Regions from separate parts of the Mus musculus genome. Here region 1 is linked to region 2. A link is a contact called in public promoter capture Hi-C data. All regions are on one chromosome and are shown on one strand. The core of a region is the stretch at or near the end of the contact, and the rest is flanking DNA. Distances in the headings are between cores, read along the strand shown.

Region 1 (6,281 bases), core at 2,933-5,432, 85 kb after region 2:
GTGCTGGGATCAAAGGCGTGCACCACCACCCCCGGCTAAAGAATATTTTAATAATAATATTTCCATCGTTTTCAGGTAAGGAAGTAAGGCTCAGAAAGAGTATGTTACCCGGGGCCACAGAGCTAAAAATTAAACTCCAATAATAAACGCCACTACTGAAACACAGGTAATAAGATTCATATCTAGGAGAAAAGCAAGAAGGGGGAGGGGTCGGAATCAAGATTTGGTCCTCAACTGGGCGTGGTAACTGAAGCCAGCAATCCTAGCACTGAGTAAGCTGAGGCAGGAACAGCACTAAGAGTTCAAGACCAGCCTGGGCCACAAAGTGAGTTCCATGTCAAGGCTACAAAGTAAGACAATGTGTTTTTTTTGGTTTTTTGATTTTTTTTTTTTGTAAGGAAGAGGGAGAAAGGAAGGAAGAAGGAAAAAGAAAGAAAAAAACAAAGAAGAAGAAAAGTTAATTCTTGTTGTATTAGCTGCTAGGACACCTATTTCTCCTAGGTCTAGTTGAAGTTAAGCTCTAAAGGCTTTTGTTTTGTTTTGTTTCTGGAATTTTCTAACTCTAGACTCTGCCTCCCAAGTGCTGGGATTAAAGGTGTGTGCCACCACCACCCAGCAAGACTCAACTCTTAAACTCTAGAGTCCAGGGAAACTGACTCAAGTCGCTGGGAAGCCTCCTGCTGTTTTAGCCTTAGCGTGTAGCATCTCTTTCCCTTCAGAGTCAGTTCTCCGAGAATTCTTATTTGAGGAAAGGGACCTCTTCTCGAAATTGGGAAAATCCTATCCACATGTAAACTGGAACACAAGGAAAATAACCGATGACTCTGGAGATCTGACTCCACTATCTAGCAAAGTTTTTACTTTATACTACCCCCACTCCCGACTTCATCAGGGGAGCGTGAGTATTCCTGGGTCCCAGGCGTCCTTCACCACCACCCCCATCCGGGGCAACCGCCCTGCTCTGCTGCTTTGGATAACACCGGGCCCTCCCCCTATTCCCCCTGTGGCTGCCTCCCCCTTCCGTCTGTTGAGAGAGGAAGCCAGGGGGTGGCGGGTGCAATGCTGTGGGGCACTGATAAAAGGCCAGTACTATCCCCGCCCTCTGGGGCCACTGCGGTCACACCAGTAGGCAATCCAGCAAGGCAGCCAGTTCCCTGTGGGACCCATGGCCCTCCCCTGGTTCCACCTCTAGCCACCCCGCCCTGCTCACCCTTCTCGGGAAGCTGGTTGCATAACCCAGTGGGGTGTTTGGCAACAATGCTTGTGGCTTGACCTGATGCTGCTGGTGGTGTGCACATACGTAGTGGAGGTGGGTTGGACTGGGGTGACAGGTTAACTATTTAGGGGTTGGGTGAGCAGCAAAAGTGGAAAATGTTAATGTAAAAAAAAACTACGTGGCCGCCGTTCTATCTGTAGTCTGTCTCTGCTACCTTTGTTGAGGTTGAAGAATTGTGGAGACAGGAAAATCTTAGTCATTATCACTTGGCCAAGTCTATGCAATCCACTCAGGTGGCACTCCCCTAACACCCTGCAGATTGTAAGTCAAGCCAAAGAAGCATTGTTGTAGGGCATTGACTGTGGACACAGGGATCTCTGGCAGAAGGGGGCTAAAGTGAATCAATCCCCTTCTCCCTGGGGTAACTTTGAGGCAGGGCACAGCCCATAAACCACAGGACAGAGCTCTGCCTTGGGAGGGGTTGAGGTGAAGTGGGCTGTAATGCCTCAGGGGAGATGGGCAACTTACTTAGCTCATTATACCTGGCCACATCCCAACAAATAGGGAGTAAAGGACTTCAAATACTTCTAGTAGTGTCTGCAGGGGAGACTATACCCTCTCTAGTTTGATTCTCAGAAGCCTTACTCTCCAGCCCCTGTTAAATTGTACAGTACTCCTTATCCCAGATCCTAGGACCTAGGAAAATATTTGCTGCTAGGTGACATTCCCCAGCCCCTGGGGTGTTTAGGCTTATCACCTACTTGTCACCTCATGCCCACTCTAGAAACATCTGTATTTTATGCTTCAGCATATCCACACCTTTGCTAGAATACTCTTTTTTTTTTTCTCCACAGCCCAAGTCTACTGGAAAGCCTTGCTTGGATTTCACCAAGTAGGATTAATTTCTTTCATTGCACACTGCTTCACATAGACTTTTTGTGTTGTTTTGTTTTTGAGGCAAGGTCTTCCTATGTATGTATGTATGTATGTATGTATGTATGTATGTATGTATGTATGTGTGAGGCTGTCCTGGAACTTACTGTATAGATCAGGCAGGTCTGGAGTAGTGATTCTTTTGTCTTTGTTTCATGAATGCTTTTTTCTTTTTTAAACAGTGTTTCACTATATGTCACATGCTGTCTTGGAATTTACTATGTAGCCCAGGTTGGCCTTAAAAAAAAAAAAAAAAAAAAGTCTGTCTTCCTGCCTCAGCCTCCCAAGAACTGGATTTTTAGGCATGTGTTTTCATGTCCACTGGCTATAGATCTGAGTGGGTGTGAAAACATGGACTGTCTTAGTCATATTTGTGTTTCTGGAGTAGAAAATAAATATTTTTGAATGAATAAAGGCTAAGGTCTGTCTATGTTGTATATAGATATATCTGAAATGCCATACACCCTGTTCATGAATTATCTGTAATCTGATATTATACAAACAACTGCATGTGTGACTGTTACTATCTCTTATCTCCTATGAGGACCCTAATAAGTATGCAAGGGCATGTATGTGACCTAGATTCAGTCTCACACTAGGCCCCAAGCCCACATCCAGCATGCAGTAAAGTCATTGGATTGCCTCCTGACCCGCATAAACTATACAGGTGTGTGTGATCAGGTTGGAATGGGAAGTACTCAGCCTTAGGTCTAGCTGAGTGTGGGAAATCTCAGAGATGTTAGCTTGATGGGAGGTTCCTTGTGGTATCAACACACTAAGTCATTACTTGCTTGACTATGTTGCCAGGTTGTGGAAGATAGTGGGGAGAACTAGAGTGGTCAAAGAAGACACTTTTGTGATCGAACAGTTGGAAGGCTCCCAGCAGCTGTTGTTCATGCTTCAGGCCAATATAGTCCCACTATTCTAACAGAAAGCACAATCCTATCCAAAGCGTTAGCAGAATGACACCTCTACCTTGGGGTAGGACTCACCTGCTTTTCTGCCTATCTTATTAGTTTGTTTTTCAGAGACAGGGTCCCATGCACATCAGGCTGGCCTCAAACTCACCACGTAGCCAATGTTGACCTTGAACTCACCTTTCCTCTAGCTCTTGAATACAGGGGTTCTAGGTCTTTTGTCAAATACCCAGCTTTGCTTCTGGTCTAAAAATGTTTCCAAATTAACTTGAATATCAGTGAGAAAAACAATAGAGAAAAAGTGGTGTAAGCCGTATCAATCAGAACCGAAGTTAGATAGACCAAAAAGACATGTTCCTTTGGTCTGAAAGTTACTGAAGCAGACACAGTGAGCACTCCTATAATTCCAGCACAGGGAAAGCAGATGAGAGACTTCTGGGAGAGCACAGTTGTCTGATACAGAGCTGTTGTGTACTAGGAGATGAATCTGATGTACATATGTAGCCTGGCCTGCAAGAAAAAAAGATCCCTTTTAGGGAGACTAATTATTAACCAACAGGACAGTCTCCCACCTAAGGACCCTCACCCCACACACACTGGCAATAAATAAATAAATAAACAAACAAATAAATAAATAAATAAATAAATAGGACAAAAAAGAATCCTTTGTCCTAGAGCATCTGAGGCAGGGGTTGGCGGGGTAACTCATTAAAGGATACCTCTAAGCAGCTAGCAGCCTCTCATCCCCAAAATAGTTCCCTTAGAGCCCAGGCTTTCTAGAAGTGAAGGTTGTTGCCCTAAGCAAATTGGACTCAGATACCTGGTTCTTACTGCCTGCTGCCTTTTGCCTTGTTATGACTTAGTTTCCCTGTCGGTCTTTAGGAGACACCACCTGAAAGAAAGAGGAGGCTGCGGGCCATGTTTATTTAAGCTTAGGAGTCTCTTGTGAGTGGACCATCGACTGTGAAGTCAGCCCGAACAAACAGGGAATGAACTGTCCTGGACCAGCTGGAGAGGGTCTGAAGCCTGTGAGCCCCGGGTGCCCCCGCTGCCACAGAGAGGCGGGGGCGGGGTGCAGCAGAAACCACACCGGGCTCAAGTTTCCTCTCTTGGCCAGAAGGGGCAGGAGGAGAAGAGGGCCACGGGGAAAGGGAAGGGTTGGAGGAAGCACTGGTAACTCCGACCGAGGGCTTCGGAGAGACCGCCGGTGCGCCCGCTTCTACCGGGGCCAACCGGTGCTCCGCGCCCAGCCATGGCCCGGGGGCGGGGCTCGGCCCTCAGTAGTACTCAGAGGCAGCGCTCAGCGCCCAGGAGGTGTCAGCTCTGACCCAGCCTCTCAGGGACACTACCCGCAGCCTCATCTCTCTCCTCGCCGGGCTTGGAATCCGCCACAGGTGCCTGAAAGGCGAGTCTGAAGGGACGCCTCAGTGGGCTCTGGGGAGGTCAGGCTGGGCAGGTGGAGGAGGTACAGGGAGGAATACCTAAGTTTCTGTCTGGATGTTTCTAAGACATCTTCCTAGACTATACCTGGTGTAGGAAACTGATACATTAGGAGTAATAATACTACTTGGAGATACTTTTAGATGACTTCCTGGCTGTTCTAGGACCCTTGGGGTGGCTGGGGTGGGAGGTTGTAGGTGGGGGGGCTACACAATGCTTTACTAAATAGCACCCTGGAGGAGCAGGGGAGTGAACAGGAGGAACCCTTCAACTGGCCTGCTGACTGGGGGAGCTAGTAGGCTCCAGTAATATGGTGCCACCTTGTACCCTTCCCCATGGTATTCTGTAGCCCCGACCATCTGAGATTTGGGGGAAGCGAAGGGACCATAAATATGGGATGTCTGAACTTCTGAAAAACCTTGTTACAGCAAGGTGGGGGGGTTGGCTGAGTGGTTCCCCGTTGCCTCTCCTCCTGTACAGTCCTAAGCTGGACCTGAAAAGAGGAGGGCATTCAATCTCAGTGTAGATGCTTCTATGGAAACTCTTGGCTGCTAGTAGCAGGAGGTTGAGATGCTATGGGAGAAAAGAGAGCCACCAGATCTGCGGACTGCAGCCTCTACTTATTGCTTCCAATGAGCCAGAGTTCTAGGGATAGAGTCACTGGAGAGCAGAAATTCATTCCCTTTTCCTTGTTTCCAAGCATCATGTTGATATATATATATATATATTCCCAGGGGACTAAGCCTTCGTGGTTCAAATCTTCCCTCTTCGTTCTATTGACTTCTTCTCTATTTTGCCTCTGCGTGCCTCTCCCTTTTGAGAAATTCTCCGTAATCTTTGTAACAAGGTTGCTTACCTGCTAATTTACACACCAAGTTTTACTCATATCTCTCTAATCCTTCCTTTGTCTGTGTTGACACCAAGAGAGGTGGGGTAACCTAATAAGCCTCAATACAGTACCCTGAAGCAAGCTCCCTGTCAAAGAAGTTCAAAGTCTTAGGCTAGCAGTGGAAGCCAAAATGTCTTCTTCTACCTCTCCAAATGATCCTGTATCCCTAGAAAGTTTTGTAACCTGTGAAGTCTTTGGAATCATGAGAAGATCTTTGGAAGATTCTAAGGATGTAGCTTGGTGGTAGAGTGTTGGCATGGCATATTCAAGGCTCTGGGTTGGTCTGGAAGGAGGGAAGGAGAGTAGGCAGGTAGGACCACCAGAGTGAAAAGGAAGAATGGAAGTTTCTGCAGTTGGCTCAAGTTCTACCAGATCTACAGTGTGGAGGATCGAAGGGGATAACCACCCCAGTAGATCTGGTGGTTTTATGACCTGAAGAGGAAGGCTAAACTGTAAAACAAGAGCAGTGTTGCTAAAGAGCCCCTGGAAAACTAGCTCACATTCCCTGTCTCTTTTCACTACCCTCTCTGGTATTCTTTCTGTCTGGCTTCTAGTCTGTCCTACTGGCTGCAAGCTTGCTGGTCCTCTGAAAGGCAGGCTCCCAAGATCCAAAGGGCCTGTGCCTGGTACAAGCCAATGGTCTGGTGGTTTCCTTTATGAACCTCTGCTCAGCCTCCAGCCTCTTCCTGCCCCCTCTACACTCTTTTTTTTTTTTTTTTTTTTTTTAATCTCAGGAACAAGAAGACTTACTTTCAGGTCTTCATAGGAAAGGGCTGATAGCTAGGTACCACTTGAAGTCTAGCTTTGCCTGGGTTTGTAGCTAGATGAAGAGTATAGACAACTTGCTATTCCCCTTTCCGGCTTTATGTTCTTTCCTGCAAATTCA
Region 2 (5,947 bases), core at 989-3,488:
TAAACACCAACTCCAGGGACTGAATCTAAAATGTCTCCCACTGTAATGAGGAAATGGCTGGGGCTTAGGGCTGGTGTCTGGGTATGTCAATATACGGTTAAGTACCTTTGCTTCTAGAGAGAGTGAGGAGATCTCCCTCTAATTAAGGAATTCCTTGGGCTCAGGCAAGCCATGGGTGTGATCTAGTACCATCCCTGAGCTTACTTCTTGGATTCTTCTATGTCTGTCGTCTCTGAACTGAGCTGCCTCTCCTCAACCACCCTACCTGCCCTGCAGATAGGATGTGTCTCCCACTCCGAGGCCTGAGCAACCCAGAGGAGAATGGAGTCTGTCTGTGGAGATCAGCCGCCCGAACCTTCTCCTTGCTTGCCTGAGTTGGTGGAAATGGAAGAGAGAAGTGAAGAAGTAAACGGAAGCAGAGCGACTGGAGATGTCAGAGGGGGAAGGGGCTCAGGAGAGGCAGCTGGCAAGCGGGAAGATGATCTGGGGGTCTCAAGTTTCTTGACATCAATTAGGGCAGCCGGCCTGGACTCATTAGTAGCCTGGGGTGCAGGGGCTCATCAATAATGAATCTGCCCCACACAATGCTCCCCCAACCCCCCAGCTGCCTGCAAGGTCACCGCACCCTCTAGCCAGCTGCCTCCCATAGTAAGCTAAGCAATCCCTCATCTGAGTTCCACCTAACTCGGGAGACCCTGGAAAGACAGTGTGGGCAGGTGGGCCTGAAGGGCAAGGAGGGGGCTCTCGAATCAGCCAAGCCCAGTGCTGGCCCTCGTTTTAGTATGTCTCCTCCCCAGGGGAGAAACCTGGAAAAGGAGAGGAGGGGCTAAACCTAGGAAGCAGGCTTTCTGTTATAGAAGTGCAGGAGGATTCCAGCAAGTTAGATTCAAAGCGAGAAGATGGCCTCTCGTGGACCCAGAGATCCCACATCTTTCCTCAAAGCAGGATCACAGGACTCAAAGACTAGGGTGCCGGCACCCATCTTTCACCTAGCCTTGAGCTGGAGTATCTTGGCAATTGCAAACAGCTTTTCACAGATGGAAGGCAGACATTGCTGAGGCTCACAGTAGGAACAAATCTAAAATTCCTGCACCTGAGTTAGCAATCAAGCCCCAACTTCCCGCCAGAAGCTGGAAATGCCCTCCTTTCCTCAAAGTTTCTGAATCCAATCCTATCACTCATGACCCCGCTTTTCACTCTTGCCTCCACCCTCCCTAAACCATGAGTGTTCCAATTCCCAGTCTCACCCCCTCTCCCTCTGGCTGGGTTGGCCTAAAGCTGGCTGCTTGGCCTTCTGGGAACTCTGCCTGCTGCCCTCCCTCTTGTGGCAGGTACAGACAGGTTCAGGCTGTAGCAGCTGCATCTTCCCTAGATACCTATCCGACTCTCACACTCCAGCTTCCTCCTGTTTGCCTTAGGAACATCCCATTCTCAAACGTCTCCCCAGCCTTCTTACACCCCTGCCACCTGAATCAAAGCTCTTCTTGGTAAGGTGTCCTGCATTTAACCCCGGGATAAATGCCCCTCCTCCCCAGCTCAGTCCAGGACATCTCTATAAGGTTGAACCTCGCTGATTCTGACCTTCTGTCATCTTCTAAATAGCCTAGCAATCACCACTGCAAGCTTCTAATTTCTGCCTCCTCAGGACCACTGAATGCAATCTGTTCACTTAGCTTCCCCTAAGAACACTGTCAGATAAACCTCGAATCCATCTTCAGAACCACGACTCACCTCTGATAGTCAGTCTCGACATCCTGCTCCGAAGCGGAACAAAGTAGGACCCAGGCATCCTCCCTGCACCTCCAGGGCCCACCCAGCCCATTGCTCTAGAGGGGCATCACTATCCCACTCAACCCGGGCTCTGTTCCTCCCCAGATCACTTAGGATCCTGTCCCTCTATCAGCTGAGAATGAGTCTTCCCGCCCTCAGACTGAGCCACTCAGGAACCCAGGCATTTTAGTTCCCAGCCTCCTCAATAACCTCACACCATCTTGTTCCCCAGCCCCAGCTAAAGCGACATCCTAAAACCCAGAGATTGGGGGCGGTAACTGAAAGGCTGGAGGAAGCGGGAGGCTGCCAGGACGCCCCCTCGCGGAGCCCGGGGTGCCAGGGTGCCCCCTCCGGTCTTCACCTGCTGTGGGCCCCGCCCCCGCTCCGCCTCGGCCCGCCCCTGCTCCTCCCCGACTCCTCCCCCCTGTACCCCGAGTCCGACCAGAACGGCCCCCGGGACAGAACGACGCGGAACCCCGGGAGCCAGGGTCCCCAGCATGATCCTCGGTGAGTGGTCTCCACGACTCTGGGATCCGGGTCCCTGGTTCCTTCTCACTGGGTCACCAACCCCCACCCTCCCTCACCTCGGCACCGCGGTGACTGCGGCCGCCGGTCTGCCACTCATTCCCCCTCCCCCCTCATCTGGCTGCACATCTGGGGTCCCCTCTTCCTCTCTTCCCCTAGCTGCGGTTTCTCCTGGTAACATAGGGAGGGGCAAAAGGAAGGCCGAGAGAGCGAGACCCCCGCCCCATAATGAGAACATTGCGTATTCATGAGGCTCATGAATATTATAAGACAGTGCAGGAGAGACTGTGGGAGGGGGCTGGTCCTGGCCTGGTAGAGTTGGAGTAAAGGTTCTGACCCGTCACCTCCAGCGCCTTCCCCCACCCTTGGCTTAGCCACTCCGACAGCCTTCTGGGCCCAGGATAAGAGGGAAAGGAGGAAGTGGGGGGCGGAGGAAGAAGATGCTGGGTGTAGCTTCGAGGTGAGTGTGGTGGGAGGTGGGAACCTGACGGGTGAAGATAAGGGGGCTGGGTAGAAGAGCGGGTGGGAAACTGTCCATCCCGGGCTCTTGCGGCTTAGATCCTGTCTCCGCAGCCATCCTGCCCCGACACGCCGGGACCTGCCCCTCTCTCCCTGCGCCGGCTGCCTGGGCCCTTCTTCTTCTCCTCCTTCTTCCCTTCCACCCCAGCCGTGGGTCGGGGGCTACAGGAGACCAAGGAGAGAAGGAAAGTCAGAGTGGGGGGAAGGGAAGTCCCGCTGGGCTCTGACAGCCAGCCCGTTCAGCCTTGGCCACCCCATCTTCATGACCTACATCGGGAAGGGAGCCCCAGGGATGGGGGAGGAGAGGGCCTAGCTGTACTCCGGACTCCGCAGCAGCCCCTGCCCTCAACCCTGCTGCCACAGCAGTGCAGGGCCTGCTCTGACCTCTGACCTCCACCCTGGCTAGGCCGGTTCCAGGGCCCTGTTTATTGTGAAGCCCCCTACCACTCTCAGACACCTGTGGTCTCCCTGCCCCCACTGAGGACACCTGGCTCTGTGCTTATGCTGAACTATATCCCGTGTCCTCATCCCTCTCCCAAGACTCTCTGCCTGTGTTCTCTTCTTTCCAGTGACTGTGTATCTTTCCTAGCCCATTTCTCCACTCTTGCGTCCTTCCTCCATCTAGCTGTTGTGTGGTCTCAGCCTCTCTCACGACTTTTATGCCTTGCTTCCCTCCAGCTGGCCAACCATCATAGCTATTTAAATCCCTCTGCCCCAAGGCTGTCTCTAGTAGGTGGTCTGCCTTCTAATTCCGGGAGACACCTCAACACAGTTTAGACTCAGGACCCTAACACACAGGCTCCACATTCTGCCTACCGTTGTGTTCCTGTACTCTAGCTGTATCCTGGGCCAGCTGTAGCGGCTATAGCCTGCTTGCCCAGAGTAGGCCAGGCTAAGCCTTGTTTGCCCTGGTCTGGAGGCCACTTTAAACTAGGTATCAGGCCTGGAAGACCCCTGCCAACACCCAGCCACAAGAAGACTGAATCCAAACTCTCTGACATTGGACCCTGCCACCAACTGGCCCCAGCCATCTCTTTGGAGGACATGATAATTAACTCCCTCCTTTTGCCAAGTCCACAGGGGGTGGGAATCTAGTGGTGCCCCCATTCAGCTTAGCTTTCCTCTCATCCCCTTAAATCCCAACGAGGGAGGAAACTGCCTGCCAGTGCTCAAGACTCACCTTTAGAATCATACTGAGGTGTTCGGGTCTGAATGCTAAGGTCACTGAGTCCTCTACAAGGCAGCCCTAGAGGAACCCTGAGATGGCTGTGCCCAGCTCAGCTGTATGTGGTGTCTCATGCCTATCATCACAGCAGGTTGGGGGAGGTTATTGGGAGTCGAGGCTAAAGAATAAGTTCATGGCCAGCCTAGGCTACAGAGTGAGAACCTAGCTCAAAACAAAATTAGAGCACACATAAGAATCAGGGCCTCAGGGTTCAAGATGGTAGTTCTGAGTTCAGACTCCTAGGCTGCCACTGTCTAAGACCCTGGTTTAGTGAGGGGCGGAAGCCTGGAAAGGGAGGGTTCTTCTGATCAGGTTGGGAAGATTTCCCAAAGCTCTGCAATAAGCCCCTCCCTTTCTAGGCATCACCTCCCTCAAAGCCCCACCCCCACCCACATATACCCCGAGGTTATTAGGGCTGGTGTTTTTAGTTGTGCACAATCATCCCCTTGTCTCTTTCATCTTTGACTTCAAAGCCTTTCCAGCTCTCTGCCTGCCTTCTGCCAGGATGAAGGAATTGAGGCAGAGGGGACAGATTCACTGGACTTGACCAAAAGGATAAGAAACAAAAGTTCAAGCCTTTCTCCACTACCCTGACCCTAAGTTTGGCCATTTCTGAGGAAGAAGCTAAAATGCCCGAGGGAAAACAGAGGTGGTGAAAGATGAAATCTCGATCTCAGAGACTGGTTCCTTCTTAGTTAGCCTCATGAGGTCCCTTCACCACCAAGATTTCAGTCTCACCTCAGTGAGACAGTCACTAACTCACAGCCCTACCCTAAAACCTTCCCCACTCCCGCCCTACCCTGATGAGCCACTCCCAGAGCAGACTCCGCCCAAGCTGTTCCTATTCTCCAAGTCAAGCCTGCCCAGCCCACCAAAGAAAGCCCAGGGGCCATGGCACAGGACCTGGCCAGACCTTTTAGGGGAGGACGGAAAAGAGCAGCCCTCACAGAGATGAAGGAAGCTAGATATGACTTGACTGTGGGAGACTGAATGCAAAAAGTACCCAGGGCTAAACGGGGTTTTGGAGGTGGACAGGTGGGTTCGAACCAAGAGTCTGCAAGCTCACCCTTGGAAACTGTCTTGAATAGAACGTGTTAACAATCCCCCAGGGAGTGAGGGTGGGGCTCTGTCTGTTGGAGGTAATTACTCTAATGAGCTTCGCTCTAGAGTCGCCTGCCCCAGCCCGACCCTAACTCCTCCCAACCCCACCTAACCTTCTCTTCCTCCAACCTTGCTGCAGCCCTCACCTCCCACAAAACAAAAGCCTTGGATTTGTTCCTTCTTCTCAATCCCTTCCTCTTTCCCTGTCTCCCTTTTCTTCTCCAGTCTACCCAGTAAAACATGATGCTTTTAAAAAAATCTTACTCTGTGAGACCCATTCAAGTTCCTCACTAACTGGTGTGACCTTGGTCTAGTAATACCTGCCATCTGAACCAACTGTCATTTATCATAAAAGAATTCATTTATTCAGCAAACATTTATTGAGTGCTTGCTGTGTCGTGCCAGCACTTTTACACAGACTCGTCCAATCCTGTCATCAACTCTGGGAGGCAGGTACTGTTGTTCTGGTTTGACAGATGAGAAATGAGACTGAACCAGGCAGAGGAACCAGCTACTCGCCCAGTTAGTGCACAGTGAAACCATCTCATGGGAGACTGTTTATATAAAGTCCTGTCAATGAATAAGCCTCTGGAGGCTGGAGAGATGGCTCGGCAGTTAGCAGCACTTGCTGCTCTTGCAGAGGACTTGAGTTGGGTTTCAATGCCTACATTGCAGCTTACAACCAACCCTTCATTCCAGTTCCAGGGGATCCAGCACCCTCTTCTGGTCTCCGGGGGTACCAGATATACACACAGTACATTTTTCATACATGCAGGCAAAACACTGGTACACATAAAAATAAAGTTT

What was found. Capture Hi-C pulls out chosen DNA fragments and counts their contacts.
Region 1: a promoter capture Hi-C map of adipose tissue shows a contact between it and region 2. The contact joins the promoter of Nfe2 here to the promoter of Zfp385a in region 2. A contact is called at or near these places in 11 of 39 promoter capture datasets (the C10 cell line, the HPC-7 cell line, HPC-7-derived erythroid cells and 7 more), 1 of 15 datasets of contacts at CTCF or cohesin (large pre-B cells), 14 of 484 Hi-C or Micro-C datasets (CD4 T cells, the G1E-ER4 cell line, the N1E-115 cell line and 6 more), 17 of 115 datasets of contacts at active chromatin or transcription factors (the 230-238 cell line, CD8 T cells, the HPC-7 cell line and 12 more) and 3 of 9 other capture datasets (adipose tissue, liver and pancreatic islet).

The regions. Positions count from the first base shown.
Region 1 is chr15:103,253,340-103,259,620 of GRCm38.p6, reverse strand. It overlaps Nfe2 (nuclear factor, erythroid derived 2), which reads left to right and starts at 4,182. Exons shown (of 3, transcript NM_008685.3): 1 at 4,182-4,471.
Region 2 is chr15:103,336,377-103,342,323 of GRCm38.p6, reverse strand. It overlaps Zfp385a (zinc finger protein 385A), which reads left to right and starts at 2,238. Exons shown (of 8, transcript NM_013866.2): 1 at 2,238-2,277. The coding sequence starts at 2,268.